2 separate regions of the Rattus norvegicus genome follow, and region 1 is linked to region 2. The links are chromatin contacts, called in public Hi-C maps. All regions are on one chromosome and are shown on one strand. Each heading gives the region's core, a stretch centred on a gene start, on an enhancer-like site or on the middle of the called end of the contact. The rest is flanking DNA. Distances are from core to core; before and after follow the strand shown. Region 1 holds the start of Zfp870 (zinc finger protein 870). Region 2 overlaps Cyp4f17 (cytochrome P450, family 4, subfamily f, polypeptide 17).

Region 1 (3,732 bases), core at 1,152-3,651, 470 kb after region 2:
AAAATTTGCAACAAATGGCCAAGCACGGTGGCAAGTACCTTTTAGCCTCAGCACTGTGGAGGCCAGACAGGCAGGTCTCTGAGTTTCAAGTCTGTGTGGTCTATAAGTGAGTTCCAGATGAGGCAGGGCTACACAGTAAGACTAGTCTCAAAACACAAGTTAAACGACTGGACTAAAAAGACCTTGGCCAGGTAGAAAGGAAAGTCAGGCTTAAATAGCAAATTACCACCAATAAAACAACAATGCTCGTGAATTTGAGTATTCAATAAATTCTGCCATTGTAGCCTGCCTGGCAGAATTGAGGATATTCTAAAGAGACTCTAAGACAATGGACCCCAAAGAAATGGGAATTTCCTCAGGAATCTCAGGCTGAAAGAAGGACCAGGTACCAATCAGAGTGGGGAACTTGTCTCTCAGAAAGGGACTTCATACCCTTCTAACAGATCCCCTAACAGGATGAGCCTGGAGCCCACCAAAGGTGGAGGGCAGGGCAGTGCAGTGCAGGGCGGGACCACACCTTGACCTGGACTGTTTGCATCTGTACATCCCTGGCCTCTGCTTCACTTTGATCTCACTTCAGGACTTTGAAGACACTTAGAAGCCTCCCTGGATCTTTCTTCCTCTTTCCAATGGGCAGAGGCAGAAGAGATCTTTTCTGCTCACCACTAATTACTTGGCTATTTTTATTGGGTTACTGAGAACAGCGGGCTGGCCCTGACTGGGCACAGGTTGGGAATGCCAATTTCAATAACACAAATATGTCTGTCTGTTGCTGACATAACAGGCTCAAGTCTCTTGGGGTCACTATAAGATTGATGTTACAGGTTTTGGCAGAAAGGGAGCTGAGAAAAGCTTCATTGGGTGAATTACAGCATCAAGACTCAGGCGGCCATGGTGAAGCCCTGAAGGGAGAAACAGCCTTCAGTTCTGGAGGGATGAGGGGCGTTAATTGCTCAAAAAGGTTTAGGGTGTGGACAGGAATAACAATTAACCTAAGCAGGGCAGTGTGAAAGACAATGGAAAAGGAACTGATAAAGACTACAGCCCTAAAGCTGGGTGCTCTTGCGCATACCTTTAATCCCAGCACCCCACGGAGAGGCAGGCAGATTTCTGAGTCTGAGAGCAGCCTGGGCCACAACTCAGTCCAGGAAACTCAGTCTTGAAAAGCCTTCCACTTCCATCACAGAAACAAACAAACAAACAGAAAACACTGAAGCTATGACTCTAAGCCACCGGCAAGTCCACCATAAGAGTCCACAGAGGCTTGGTTTTACCCACCTTAACTGCAGCTGCTCTTTGTGGGTTAAAAGCCTCGGGCCACTAGGAATTGAGTCAGGCTGTGCAGGGAGGGTAATAGTCCCCTAGCCATAAAGAACTGCTCTGTGCAGCCTGACCATTCCTCTATTCCTGCAGGTATAATACACCTGGATGTAAAAAACCACCCAGTTCCCAGTTCCAAATAATAATAATAATAATAATAATAATAATAATAATAATAATAATAATAAAAATAGCTGTAACTTCCGGGTGGCCACCTTTGTATATTTTTACATCTCTCCCAGACCTGCAAAGACAGTGTTTCTCAACCTATGGGTCGCAACCCCTTTGGGGCGGACAACACAAGGATTGTCTATTAGATATCTTGCATATCAAATATTTACATTACGATTCACAACGGTAGCAGAATTACACTTATAAATTAGCAACGAAGGTAATTTTATGGATGGGATCACTACATGAACTGTAAACGACTGCAGCATTAGGAGGGTTGTGAACCACTGCTCTATGGGCACTTGACTTTTATTCCAGAAAGGATGGGGCCACTCGATGCTCCAATATGTCTCTATCCCGCTCTCCACACACCCCCTTACCCCAACACTCAGAATCACAATGTGCTCTGAGTAGCTGCTCCGAGACACTGCATGGGGTATGTCGGGATTTTCGGGGGAGGACGAGGCAGTAAAAGGACCAGTGTTCTAACCATCACTATCCATGCAGCCCCACCTCCATCCCCGGCACAAGAGCTCCAATCCAACTCCCAGGGTTGGCTCCCCAGGACCCTCTTACCCGAACCGCTCAGACTGCAGAGACCCTGGTTGAGAAGCCCCGCTGACCCTAGACGCCGCAGCACTGAGCGCTCAGGTAGGGGGAGACCACGGCTCTCAGCGGAGCCAGATGAGACTCTGCTGTAGACTCCGCTATCTCGGAAGGTCGGTACCCACTGCGGTCTCCGTCTGCAGCAGCAGCAGCAGCATCCTCCCCACATCTAAGACACAGGCCGAACGTACCATTTCCAGCCACGGAGTGTCCTGGTGTCTTCCTGCCGCTCCTGCTGTCACAGAAGGCGACTTTGATATCTAGACCTGGGATCCAGGATGTACTTCCAAGTAACAAACATGCCTAATTTGGGGGTTAAGGAAACAGACCTAGGTCAGATAAATTCCCTCACGTAAGAAGCATACTCCTCATTGGACACTTCGGGCACTAAAGTAATAACCTTTACCCTGATAGGCCAGCGAGCCTAACCTTTATCCCGATAGGCCAGCGAGCCCTTGGCTCGCGTCCTGGAGCGCTAATGACAGGAGATACTAGTTTTGTTGGGCAAATTAGCAAGCAGATCACTCACTGAAGCCCTAGCGTTCTAGCGTTCTATCCCTGTCTGGGTGGAAGCCTGCATGTAAGCGGCGCGTTTGTCCACTTGCTTGTAACAATGCGCAGTGGGCAATTCCTAATTCTCCCTCCTAAGAATGGAGTCAGAGCAAGAGAATTCCAGACTCAGTGGTCATGGAGACAACTCAAAGAGCTGCTTTGAGCAGGATTAGGAGGAAGGGCCTTATTAAAGGAAACCCCTCTGCCAGCCCCCATCTTCCCAAATCCCACCACCATACCGCCAGTTTGCCCAAGACTTTAGGAAACATTCCAACGATAACACTCACGAAAATAGGCAACCTGACTTGTCTTTCACCCTGCACTTTCGAAAACAAAACAAAAGAACAATAACAAACAGAAGACAAGTTTTTCCAGAAACCCAGTCTCTAGGCCTGTTGAAGTCACGGCCTCCCTGTCCTGCTCTCTACTTTGAAAACTGATTTTCAGACCCTTTGTGATAACGTTCAGGTTTGGAGGTTTCAATTTCTCAGGCCAATAAACATCTGCTCTTGCTGTGTGTTAGAGTTTTATCGCTGTAAAGAAACACCGTGACCAAGGCAACTCTTATAAAGGAAAACATTTAGCTGGGGCTGGCTTACAGCTTTTAGAGGTTCAGTCCATTAACGTCATAATGGGAAGCTCGGCAGAGTCCAGGCAGATATGGCACTGTAAGAGAGTTCTACACCTTAATCTGAAGGCATCCAGGAGGAGACTCTTCTACAGGGAGCCAGGAAGGAACTCCCTTCCTTATTGAGCAGAGCTTGAGCACGGGGAGCCTCAAAGCCCTCCCCCACAGTGACGCACTTCCTCCAACAAGGCCACATCTCCTAATCTTGGCACTCCCTGGGCCACGCCAAGCATATTCAAACCACCGTGGGGTTCTTTAGCAAATGACCGGCTATGTACAGAAAGTCCAAGAATCCAGTAGTTGCTCAGTACACAAGACTGGATGTCTCGGCTGGTGTTCAACTGACGCTAGACTCCCAAAGAAGTAGGCTCTAAAGCCAGTGTAGGAATGGGCTTGCAAGCAAGGCAGGAGAGAGCAGGCCGAGAGTAAAGGCTTCTTTCTTCCATACCTTAAAT
Region 2 (3,650 bases), core at 853-3,352:
GAAGAGGGCATCGGATCTCATTACAGATGGTTGTGAGCCACCATGTGGTTGCTGGGAATTGAACTCAGGACCTTTGGAAGAGCAAGTCAGTGCTCTTAACCACTGAGCCATCTCTCCAGCCCCCTAAAGAAATATTTCTAAAATATTAATATCAAGTTAATTTCTCCAGTATTTATTTATTTATTTATTTATTTATTTTTGATTTTCTAATGGTTTACTCTTTGATTCAGAGTTAAGCACGGTGGCTCACTCCTGTTCTCTCTACATTCGTGAGGTGGAGGCATTAAGGATCAGTTCAAAACCGTCCTGGCAGAGGGCAAGGGTCAGGGGTCGGGGTCAGGGGTCAGGGTCGGGGTAGTGAGCAGGGGGCAGGAGCAGGGACGGGGGGTAGAGGCAGGTGGAGCTCTAAGCTCGTGGCCAGTCCGGTTTACATGGAGTTCTGGACTAGCTAAAGCTACATAGTGACACATTATGTCTAAGCAAAGTAAATTCCATAAAACATGGCTGGGGTGATTGCTGATAGCATAAAGACTTCAGTTTGAGTTCCCAGAATCCATGTAAAAGGCTACGCCAGCACTGGAACACAGGGGAACGGAATCGTGCTGGCCAGCCAGTCTAACCAAAATACATGTTCAGTGAGAGACACTGTCTCAAAATAGAAAATATAGAGGGATAGAAAAAGATGCGCATGGTGACCCCTGGCTTACACAACACACACACACACACACACACACACACACACACACACAAATAAAAATAATAAACAAATTTATTTGATTCATATTAAATTAAATTAAATTAAATTTGGCTTTGGATTCATAGTCACAGAGAAACAAGTGAGGCTGGCCAGTAAGTACTATGCGTGTGTGTGTGTGTGTGTGTGTGTGTGTGTGTGTGTGTGTGCATGAAGTTTATGGCATGTGTGGAGGTTAGAAGACAACTCTTGGGTAGGAGTTGGTTCTCTCTTAACACCTTGTGTGGTCTGGCTACTGAATTCAGGTCATCAAAAATGGGTGCTAGCCCTCTAATGACAAGGATTCTAGCAGGCGAGGACTTTGTTTTTGCACCCTGGATAATTACATGGTGGTTTCTTAGGGACGACCTGACCCAGCTGCCCTTCCTGACCATGTGCATCAAGGAGAGTCTGCGGCTGCACCCCCCAGTCACAGTCATCTCCCGATGCTGCACCCAAGACGTTGTGCTTCCAGACGGCCGGGTCATCCCAAAAGGTGTGGACAGTATGGGGAGGTGGCTCCTACTGGTCCCCGGGGGCAGCACTGACTTCTTTTCTTGTCCAAAAGGAAACGACTGTATCATCAGCATCTTTGGGGTTCATCACAACCCTTCAGTCTGGCCAGACCCTGAGGTGTGACCCTACCCACTCTCTAATTCTGGAACCCGGGGAAGGGGTGTGGAAAACCAGAGCTCTCACTCTTCTGTCTCCATATCCATCTTCACTGGGACTGGCTGGATGTGCACAGAGACCTGACCCAACAGCCTTGTCTTGGTTGATCTTCAGGTCTATGACCCCTTCCGCTTCGACTCAGAAAACCCACAGAAGAGGTCTCCTCTGGCTTTTATTCCCTTTTCTGCCGGGCCGAGGTGAGGCGAAAGCCCTTGGATAACTGAGGGGACAGGGGAAGTTGGGATGGTTGGTTCTGGGTCTCCTTCCCGCCCTCTACTCAGGAAATAGGTCTATAGAGCCGGGCTGGAGGTGAAAGGCGAGAGCCCTATGGTCATAGCTCTTCTGGTCCTGATCTGTCTTGGGCACTGAGTTTGAGAGAGCGTTGGAAGTGGCAACACAACACTTGGATTCCCCAGGATCATCAGCGCACCTTCGGCCTCTCGGGCAGGCGTGGCACGACAGGGACTAGTTCAGTTCAAACCTTGGGGGCTGGTTAGGTCTCAGTAAAGTCAGAGTCCCCACCCTGTTCTCCCGCAGGAACTGCATAGGACAGACTTTCGCTATGAACGAGATGAAGGTGGCGGTGGCGTTGACGCTGCTGCGCTTCCGACTCCTGCCAGATGACAAGGAGCCGCGCCGGAAGCCGGAGCTGATCCTGCGCGCGGAGGGCGGGCTGTGGCTGCGGGTGGAGCCGCTGAGCACAGGCGCTCAGTAACACCATCTAATGTCCCAGTCACTCTCCTCTGCACAATTCAGAAAAAGCGGAGCCTCACCGAGAGCCAGCAGGGGGCGCTGCAGGACAACAGACTCTGGGAGCCTGGCTAGGGCTGCTGTCTGAGTCCAAGAGCCTTTCTAGGTGACCCACCGGGCCCACAGACTGATGAGAGTTGCACCCAAGCTCAAGAAAGGCCTTTGTTCCTTTGGCAATAGGGAGGCACCATAGATCTTTAAGCAGGAGAGATATAAGGTTTACTGGCAGATTTGAGGCAGTTTACTTCTTTCTTTTGTGTTTGAGACAGAGTCTCAGCTTTCAGTGGATACTGCAGGCAGGCCTTTAACTTGCAGCAAATCTCTGGCCTGACCACTCGAGTGGCAATTAGAAAGTGCACCACTGGGCTGGAGAGATGGCTCAGCGGTTAAGAGCACCCGACTGCTCTTTCAGAGGTCATGAGTTCAATTCCCAGCAACCACATGGTGGCTCACAACCATCTGTAAAGAGATCCGATGCCCTCTTCTGGTGTGTCTGAAGACAGCTACAGTGTACTTATATATAATAAATAAATAAAAAAAAAAAAAAAAGAAAGTGCACCACTGTGCCTGTCATATCTGAAGGTATTTTTTATTAGAATGATGGGAAGTTTCCCAGGAGAGAAGTCTGGGAGCCTTTCAAAATGATGTTAAATGATGTCCAAGGCTTGTGATGTCTAAGACCATTGAGGCAGCTTAAATTTAAAATGACATCACATTGCAGGCTCCCTGTGTGGTGATGTCCTTTCAGGTTCCCACTTGTTCTTCCTTGGGCTGGGGAGGTGGCTTAGTGGGGAGACAGGAGGATTCCAGGGCCTCAGTGGCCAGCCAGTCCTGCTGAATCAGAGCTCCATGTTGTAAGAGACACTATCTCAGGAAGTGATGGGATAAGTAAGGTGGATAGTGATGACTGAAGACACCTGAATAAACCTCTGACCTCCTCATGAGCATGACTGTATGTGAAACACACACACACACACACACACACACACACACACACACACACACACACACACACTTCTTGTGTCTCTTCTAGGATTTGATTTCCCTCCTCCTACCAGGAAGGAATTAAAACAGTTTTATGAGTTGAAGACTGGTCTTGGCTATGTTGAAAATTTGAGGCCAGCATTGCGAGACCTTGTCTCAAAACTTAAAAACCAGAGTTTTATATATCTTTGGCTTGAGACATGACTTTAGATGGGCTGGAGAGATGGCTCAGAGGTTAAGAGCACTGCCTGCTCTTCCAGAGGTCCTGAGTTCAATTCCCAGTAACCACTTGGTGGCTCACAGGGATCAGTAAGTAATGGGACCTGATGCCCTCTTCTGGTGTGTTTGAAGACAGCTACACTGTACTCACATACATAAAATATAAATCTAAAAAAAGAAAAAAGAGAAATAGTTTAAGAGCAAAAATGTTTGATTTTTAAAAAATTTTCTAGTGTTCTGTCCTTATCTATAGAGTGTCTTTGGGTTTTTGGGAAATCCTCTACCAGTGAGC

What was found. Hi-C and Micro-C count contacts between places; a contact is called where the count stands out from the background.
Region 1: a contact with region 2 is called in a Hi-C map of psoas muscle, with 2.4 times the contacts expected there. The contact joins the promoter of Zfp870 here to the enhancer-like site in region 2.

The regions. Positions count from the first base shown.
Region 1 is chr7:12,651,919-12,655,650 of GRCr8, forward strand. It overlaps Zfp870 (zinc finger protein 870), which reads right to left and starts at 2,402. Exons shown (of 4, transcript NM_001163062.1): 1 at 2,289-2,402. The coding sequence starts at 2,291. The region is part of intron 1 of Ftl1l5 (ferritin light chain 1 like 5); the gene reads left to right.
Region 2 is chr7:12,184,024-12,187,673 of GRCr8, forward strand. Cyp4f17 (cytochrome P450, family 4, subfamily f, polypeptide 17) reads left to right here. Exons shown (of 12, transcript NM_001191986.1): 9 at 1,096-1,229; 10 at 1,302-1,366; 11 at 1,520-1,602; 12 at 1,943-2,701. The coding sequence ends at 2,120. Among named protein-coding and RNA genes, the nearest start is that of Cyp4f5, 8.8 kb to the right of the region's middle. Within about 2 kb of position 2,103, at least 54 of the 93 cell types and tissues checked have an H3K27ac peak or open chromatin away from gene starts, as enhancers often do.